Linked DNA regions of Mus musculus: all the other regions are linked to region 2. The links are chromatin contacts, called in public HiChIP or PLAC-seq maps. All regions are on one chromosome and are shown on one strand. Each heading gives the region's core, a stretch centred on a gene start, on an enhancer-like site or on the middle of the called end of the contact. The rest is flanking DNA. Distances are from core to core; before and after follow the strand shown.

Region 1 (2,700 bases), core at 121-2,620, 430 kb after region 2:
GAGATGCTTAGAAGGGATGGCTCTCAGCAATGATGAACCTGTTGTTGGGAAAGGGCCAGGTATACACTGCTAATCCCTGCCCTTGGGAAGCAGAGAAAGGTGGGTGTCTGTGAATTTGAAGCCAATTGTTCTACACAGTGAGTTTCGGGAAATCAGAGCTACATAGTGAGAGTCTGTCTCAAAATATCAAAAACAAGAGAAACAGAGAGTGGGGGTAGACAGAGAGAGAGAGAGAGAGAGAGAGAGAGAGAGAGAGAGAGAGAGAAAGAGAGACTAAGCAAAGCAGATGAGTCACAGAGACTACTTCAAGGGCCACTGAGGAGTAAGCTGTTTCTTGTTTCTTTGGCTGTGTGTCTCGTTTTCTTCTTTGCTGTCTGACCCACTGCTTGCCCTAAAGGAGATTAAAATGCTAAGGTCCCATTTGGGACTAATGAAGAATCGGCTATGTTCCCTAGAGAGTTGCCATAGGTGCCTTGAATATGGAAAGGATTTTGTAGAGTGATTAGGTGTATTTCCTACAATGTAGATGAAAGGACGTTTGAGTCTTTAGCAGGAAAGTTCATAAAGCAGTTTTCATTTTTATTAAAGAAAAAAAAAAGGATTTTCTGAGCGTCCATGGATGGAATAGATTTTCTAAAGGTTTGGACCACTCTTTAGGAATGAGTTTAGAAGGAATTCAGAAATTAATTAAAAAGCAGACATGGAAACGACTCTGCAGCCATTGGAGGTTGAATTGATGACCTCTAAGGTTCTATTCTGCTCCAAGAATAAATAGCACTTGGTTTTCTTTTCACAAGCAATAGACTGTTTAAACAGTCTATCGACTGTCTACAGACCATGAACCTGTGATTGGTGCAATCACCGAAGTTGGCAAACCTCAAAGTTCTACCAGCCATCCCAGCCTGGGGAAGCTGTGGGTGCATTTTCTGGCACTGTTATAATGACTCTTCATTTTGTCCAATGACTGAACATAGGTACAACAGAGGCCCCGTGCTGGTTCTGAGTCACTGGACTTATGAGCCTCTCTTGGCTTTGTTCCTTGTTTTCCAAAGCCCCAGGAGGACAGTGAGCTACAACCAGGCTCAAGGAAGAAAACACACATCTCCAGTTTCTATCTTTAATGAGCAAAACCAACTGTATTCTTTCCTAAAAGGTAAAGCAAGTCGCTAGTGGAGGAGGAAGGGGATGGGTAGGCCTGCCCTCTCAGCTTTCCCTTCGCCAAGTTGGCAGCAGCGCGTTTATCCCTTTCCGAGACTGTTGTATTGTTTCGCTCTCATTGAATCACATAAAACATCAAGCCCTTGTCCTTTCAATACACAGCATAACACTGGGTGCTTTCTTTTCATTCTCCAGCAGAGCTCTCAATAAACTAATTCAACCGGTTTATAATCTGCTTCAAAACAGTAAGCATTTGCTGTGCCCCTTCCGTGCTGGGCACCCCAGGAACTTGTACACAAACGAATATTGACTTCTGCCTGGGAAAAGAACTTTACAGAATTCATGGGCTCAGCTCATACAATTAAAATTTAAGCTAGCTGAAGCAAAAGAGAAATTCATTGACTCACACACCCAAACTCTAGACGTGACAGCGAGGACATGAACGAAAGCCCCGGACACATTCCAGATTTTCTCCTCCTGTTTTATCTCCTCTTCCCTTTGTTCTAGCAGTTATCTTCTTGAGGATGATAACATAAAAAAACAGGAACTTCAAGTTTCATCTTCCTGACCCTTCTACCTAAGAGGAAATCCTCCTCCACGTAGGGGCAACCAGAAAGCTAATAGGAAAGAACTTCACTCCCTCAGTGTTGTCAGCTGCTAGAGGCAGAAGGAGGTCTGCTACAGAGATCAATCGTACAGTAAAGTAGGGAGTTTTGTAAGGGCTGAGAGACTGAGAAACAGCTTCCCCAAAAGAAGGAACATGGTGACAGTCCCTGAGTAAAGGCTGGCTACTCCACCTTAGTGGATTTGTTTTTATAAAGAAGGCAGACGAGAACCAGAAATAACAACACATTGTAAGCGTATGATTTAATGAACAGCACTCACATGCTTTCAAGCACTCGACTGAAGTTTATCAAGCCATGAGAGCAGAATTCCTTCTCTCTGGGATTTCAGGTGAAACTAGAACAAAGTGACTTTTCAATTGGAAAGGTCATAGAAAACTTGAGGGAAGGCGGGGACTAGGCTGAGACCAGGTGGTATTAGGCCTTGTACTCTAAGATGAGGAGGTTAAATTTGCCTCAGTGGGATGCAGAGGATGCAGAGTGGACCTCAGGAGCTATACCCAGAGTGAGAGCAGAATAGCACCCTCAGAATGAGACAGAAGGGACCTCTCTCTACCAATGTCCCCTTTACGAGACTCAGCTCTGAACCCTCTTAGACATGTTAATTTCCAATATGAGACACGCACAGGACGAATGTGGACCAAGGGCATGTTCCCTGCTATCTCTTGACCGGTGTCCATGTGTTCAGAAATCAAGCCCACTTTCCAGGTATAACGGCTATTCTTGGTGATCAACTTGACTACATCTGAAATTAACTAAACCGTAAGTTAAGCTATTGGGTGCACTTGTGAAGGAATGTTCTTAATTAAATTATTTGAATTGGGAAGACATACTTTTAATCCAGATCTTTTGAGGCAGGAAGTCCCGCATTTAAATTGGGTCTTTTGAAGTGGAAAGAGTCACCTTTAATCTGGGCAAT
Region 2 (2,700 bases), core at 94-2,593:
GGTGGTGGTGGGCTGGCGAGATGGCTCAGTGGGTAAGAGCAATGACTGCTCTTCCAAAGGTCCTGAGTTTCAAATCCCAGCAACCACATGGTGGCTCACAACTTCCCGTAATGAGAACTGACGCCCTCTTCTGGTTCTGGTTCGCCTGAAATCAGCTATAGTGTACTTATGTATAATAATAAAAAAATCTTTTTTCTTAAATCTTTAAGAAAAAAAAAAAAAGACAAGAAATGGCTCCAAGGTTTAAATGTTTAAATGGCCCCATTGAACCAGGTTTAGATAATTTGCCCGAGTTAGGGCTAATGAATCTGAAATTAACACAGTGACTTCTCCAACTCTAGGGTGTCCTTGAACCCCTGCTTGGGGGAAAGCTTGGGAAGTTAGTCAGATCATCTGACGTTTCAGAATCCGGACTGGGAGCACTGAGAGGCAGCGTTAAAGATCCTCAGCTTTGAAGCGGGGAGAACTTCATTTGGAGTCTGCGTCGCATCCCTACTGTATAAATGCGGTTCGACGGGTTCACCTTTCTGCACGTTAGTTTCTTCGTCTACAAACTGAGGAGAATAACATCAGCAACACAAACTCTTTGGGCCTTGGGGGAATTACATTTGTGAAACATTAATTGCTGTTTAAACTCAATAATGATAAAACACGGCTGAATGGCTGTCAGCAGGAGTTTCAGCATTTCCTTATTTGTCAGTAAAGTTGATGAAAACCGTTTCATCTGCTTTAAGTGATGGACATAGGATGTTGGCTGAGCCCTTGGAAGCCTGGGGTTCCCCGTAGCTGTACATTGTTGCTAGAAGCCTCGTTCTCTTATTCTTCAGCTCAGGAAGTAGAAAGGGGACTTCCAGGAAGCTTGCTTGGGCATAGAAACTGAGGGTGACATCAAAACACTGGGGTCCATTAGTCTTGTCCTTCGACTCTGCAAAACTGTAGGTCTAATTGGCTAAGACTAGGAGAGATAATTAAGAAACTGTGTTTCTATCAACTTGTACTAAGGGCTTGTTATCTAGAATCGGGTGATTTGCATATCCAAAGCACAAGCTCATTGCTATCTCTCCTGTAGAGAGGAGGATACCATACCTAAGCAATCTAATTTCAGAGAGATTGCAAAGCAAACCAAGTTAAACATTAAAAAGGCCAATAATGGCTTTTTATCATTACATGGCTCTCCTCTAGGCCAGCTCAGAGCGAGCTAGGTGGGTAGTTACCAGGGAATACTTAAATAACAGATACCTTGCAATCAGCAGGCCAGCGGGAGAAGAATGGTGTTTGACGTCATACAAGGGTGTCTAAGAAACAAAGCCTTGCCTTAAGAAGAGAACAATTTACTTGGAGAGCAAGCTATAAAGCAACAGTTCAGCTGAGCTGTGTACTAGATAAACAGTGCAGTCAAGAAGCCTACGGGGCTAGCTTTCCCATTATAAGCACAGGCTGTATCATTTAATTATGGGTGGCATTCGGACTATAGAACCTGGCTGGGCAAATTTGCTTTTACTCTTCAAAAGGGCTGAGACATTTAAGACTTAAGGTTTAACTCAAGTGCATTGGGAAAGTTCACTTTAACTCTGTGTGGATAATAGATCGCCGCTGAGAACCTATTTTAGAAATTCTAATTCATCTCTCAGGAAACTGCCCCTCAAACCCTAAGTATGTGTACACTTTTGGGGAGCTGAGAGATCCCCTACAGTCCACCCATGAACCTCACCTTAGAAATCCTGTTTTCAGAATCTTTGTGGCCCAGTCATGAGCAGCTGGGTTCTGATCCCCAGTATTCAAGCATGTGGCTTGTTTATGGTACCTCACTGCTGGGGCTGGGAGACAGGAGAATCTCTGGACCTGATTGGCTAACCAGTCCGGCCAATCAGTGAGCTCCAGATTCAGTTGGGTGTCCCTATCTCACAATGTGGGTGATTTTAAAGATAACGTTTCTAACTGTGCAGCATCTCTGTCTAGATTTTTTTCCTCCCAATGATGCTAGCACAGCTGGAATGGACGACGTTTGGGGTTCTATTCTCACACTCCAGGAGAGTCCTGTGGTCTCTGAGAGCCCTTCACAGGGGCCCCCTGAAGGCTGAATTTCGTTTCTGCCATCTTTGATTTATTTTTTTAATCAGACAGAGAATAAACAGAGAAGGGCAAGATGTCTTCTTAGCCTCAGTTCACAGCTCCTTAAATTAAAAAGGGAGAAAAGGACCACGTGGGAAATCTCCTTAAATAATAGGCAGTATAGGGGAGGTGACCAAAAAGCAGGCAGCTGGCTGGCTCTTGGAGAAAAAGGAGGAGCCCATTGACTTTGCTCCACCCTCGGGGCCAAGTGGAACCTAGGTTCCCGTCACATTTCAGGCCCCAGCAGAGTGTAAGTTCTTTATGGTAGGGACTGTGACTACTCCTAACTCTGGGGTCCCAGTATGTACATAGGATCGAGGCCAGGGCAGGGGGTCAATGTGAGCTTCCTAAACATGTGACATTAAAGACAAAGTCAGACCCAGACTGTCTTCCCGTGGTCCCTGTAAGCTCCCTCTGTGGCCTAGAGGCAGATGACAGCAGGCAATGGAGCCTGGGGTTCCCTGATCTGTCTGTTGGTTTCTGCCCTAGTGTGCTTGAAGGTCAAAGTCACAACAGAAAGCTGGAAGTCAAGACACAGGCACTGCGGCCTTTGGGAAGCTGCCAGCAAGTGACACTTGCAAAGGCAGT
Region 3 (2,700 bases), core at 113-2,612, 460 kb after region 2:
CTTGTAATTTTATATATACAAGTGCTTGCCTGCATGTATGTCTGTGCACTACAGGTATGCTGGATTCCTATAGAGCTCAGAAGAGGGTGTTGGATCCGCTGGAACTGAAGTACAGAGAGTTGTGAGCTGCCATGTGGGTTCTGGGAACGGAACCTGGGTCCTCTGCTAAAGCAGCAAGTGTTGTTCACTGCTAAGCTACTTCTCCAGCCTGACAGATTTTCCAAATGATATTGGGGATAGCAGAGCATTGGATGCAAATACCTACCCTACACTTAATTACAGCCATGCTCAAAAAGTTCCAGGAAAGAAGATTTGGGGTTTGGTTTGGTTTGGTTTGGTTTGGTTTGGTTTGGTTTGGTTTGGTTTGGTTTGGTTTTGAGACAGGGTCTCAGCTTTGGCTGGCCTTTAATTTACCATGTAGACCAGGCTAGCCTTGAACTCAAAGAAATCAGGCTGCCTCTGCCTCCTGACTGCTGGTATTAAAGATATGTGTTCTCTATAACAGTTTTAAAATATGATATTTAACTTAGTTGCCATGCCTCCCAGTGAGAGGCAGGAGACCTCCCTTTCTGGCCTTCATGACCTCTTTCACGAACAGGTTCTGGCAGCTTCTGTGGCCTGTCATGTGGAACACTTGCCCCTGGGACATGGCTACCATGGGTAAGGCAGTCTTAGCCTGGGGAGCATCCTACATAGATAGGATGGAGGTCCCCAGCTAATAGTTCCACACAGAGCTTCCAGTTTATAGCCAACATGTACGTTCCAAGGCTATCCCAGCTAATGTCCCATGGAATAGAGACAAGTTGCCCCCACCAAGCTATGCCCATCTTGTAGACTTATGAACAGGGTGAAGCTAAGCCGCCAACCTTTGACACAGACTGCCACACAGGCAGAGAGCCCCACCATTGCAATACCCCCAGTCACTCCCTGTTTGCCACTTGGCTGTCTTTGCTGCTCCCTCAACACTCATAAATGTTCTTGTCTGGGAGCCTTGGCACTTGCTCTCGACTTTTGTGTCCAACATACACACCATTGTTTCTCTCTCATTCTCCCTCTCCTTGTACCCCCCCTTCTATCTCCTCCTCTATCTTCCCCTTCCTCTTCCCTTCTACCTTCCCCTCCCCCTCTCTTCCCCTCCTCTCTCTTTCCCCTCCTCCCTACCCCCTGCTTTTGAGTCATTAATCACTCTTATCTTTTCAGGAAGGACTTCCCTCCTAAACTGGCAAACCACAGGTGCTCTCAGCCCCTCCCCCCTTTCACTGGTTTTCTCCAGAGAAGCCGTCAGTGTCTGACACACTGCATGGTTTACTTATTTGGAGAGACCTCAAGTGACAGGAACCATCTGTTTCATCCCCTGCTGAATCTCTGTGTTGAGGACGTGGTCCCTCCTTGACTGATAGACACAGGCTCGCTGCAGATGCAGAGACAGCCTTACTAGTTTGTCCCCTGCCTCCTCCCCATCTCCTCTCCAGGGGGCTGACATCAGGCCTCATGCTTTCTACCTGCCTCCTGGGCTGGAAGTCAGATGCCATCAGGTATTCTCCACACTGACCATGTTCTCCTTGTGCTGGAGACAAGTTCTTTAAATCATATCTTGTGCTCATCTCCACCAGGAGTGATTGTGAAACTTAAGGCTCACACTACCAAGCTTCAGTGTGTGTGTGCGTGTGTGTGTGTGTGTGTGTGTGTGTCTATGTAAGTATCTGAGTGTCTGTGTGTCGTGTGAATGTGAGTGTGTGTGTGTGTGTGTATGTCTGTGTGAGTATGTATGTATGTATGTATGTGTGTGTCTGTGTGTCTGTATGTGTGTGTATGTGTGTATGTATGTGTCTCTGTGTGTGTCTGTGTATGTCTCTATGTATCTCTGTGTGTCTTGTGTGTATTTGTCTCTCTGTGTGTCTGTGTGTGTTTATTTGTGTGTATATGTGTGTAAGTGTATATATGTGTGTTTCTGTGTGTATATGTGTGTGTTTGCCTGTCTGTCTGAGTGTGTATGTGTGTATATCTGTTGTTTTGAGTGTGTGTGTCTGTGTGTATATGTATGTGTCTGTGTGTCTGTGAGTGTGTTGTGCATGTGTCTATGTGTGTGTATATGTGTGTGTTTTTGTATGTGTGTGTCTGTGTGTCTATGTGTATGTGTAGGTATGTGTTTATTTTTGTGTGTATGTCTGTGTGTGTATGTCTGTGTGTATGTGTGTGTATGTGTCTATGTGTGTGTATATATGTGTGTGTGTTTGTGTGTATGTCTGTGTGTGTGTGTATTGTGTATATGTATGTGTATGTCTGTGTGTGTGTGTGTGTGTGTGTGTGTTGAGGATGGGGGCATTATTCACCTGTGTGGTTATATATGGAGACCAGAGGTTGATGTTGAGATATTTCCTCAGTTTCTTGTTCACTTTATGTTCTTAGGCTAGGGTCTCACACTGAATCTAGAGATCACCATTTACAACCCTAGCAGCCCACGAGTCCCCAGAGCCTCCCGGTTACCCCCTTTCCTTGGATTGTAGATGTGTACAGCCATGCCCAGTGTTTACACAGCCTTGAGGATCTGAACCCATTCCTTACACTTGCTCAGCAACCACTTCACCGCTGAGTCATCTCCCCAGCAAGCGCCATTTTTACTAGCAAAAAATAAGAACGTAAATAACGACTGGGCTTGACTTAAATAAAGGAAGCCTTGACTACTGTGTAAAAACAACA

What was found. HiChIP or PLAC-seq counts read pairs in DNA pulled down with a chosen protein or histone mark.
Region 1: an H3K27ac HiChIP or PLAC-seq map of extraembryonic endoderm stem cells shows a contact between it and region 2, with 4 times the contacts expected there. The contact joins two enhancer-like sites. A contact is called at or near these places in 1 of 39 promoter capture datasets (neural stem cells), 2 of 115 datasets of contacts at active chromatin or transcription factors (acute myeloid leukemia and extraembryonic endoderm stem cells) and 1 of 9 other capture datasets (embryonic stem cells).
Region 3: a contact with region 2 is called in an H3K27ac HiChIP or PLAC-seq map of extraembryonic endoderm stem cells. The contact joins two enhancer-like sites. A contact is called at or near these places in 17 of 484 Hi-C or Micro-C datasets (the BV-2 cell line, ECoMG-derived neutrophils, the G1E-ER4 cell line and 11 more), 6 of 115 datasets of contacts at active chromatin or transcription factors (embryonic basal ganglia, embryonic stem cells, extraembryonic endoderm stem cells and 1 more) and 1 of 9 other capture datasets (embryonic stem cells).

The regions. Positions count from the first base shown.
Region 1 is chr5:75,798,926-75,801,625 of GRCm38.p6, forward strand. No RefSeq gene overlaps it. Among named protein-coding and RNA genes, the nearest start is that of Gm32558, 130 kb to the left of the region's middle. Within about 2 kb of position 1,371, at least 24 of the 459 cell types and tissues checked have an H3K27ac peak or open chromatin away from gene starts, as enhancers often do. A contact at or near this core is called in extraembryonic endoderm stem cells, where this site is marked.
Region 2 is chr5:75,366,273-75,368,972 of GRCm38.p6, forward strand. No RefSeq gene overlaps it. Among named protein-coding and RNA genes, the nearest start is that of Mir7025, 190 kb to the left of the region's middle. Within about 2 kb of position 1,344, at least 6 of the 459 cell types and tissues checked have an H3K27ac peak or open chromatin away from gene starts, as enhancers often do. A contact at or near this core is called in extraembryonic endoderm stem cells, where this site is marked.
Region 3 is chr5:75,829,154-75,831,853 of GRCm38.p6, forward strand. No RefSeq gene overlaps it. Among named protein-coding and RNA genes, the nearest start is that of Gm32727, 150 kb to the right of the region's middle. Within about 2 kb of position 1,363, at least 59 of the 459 cell types and tissues checked have an H3K27ac peak or open chromatin away from gene starts, as enhancers often do. A contact at or near this core is called in extraembryonic endoderm stem cells, where this site is marked.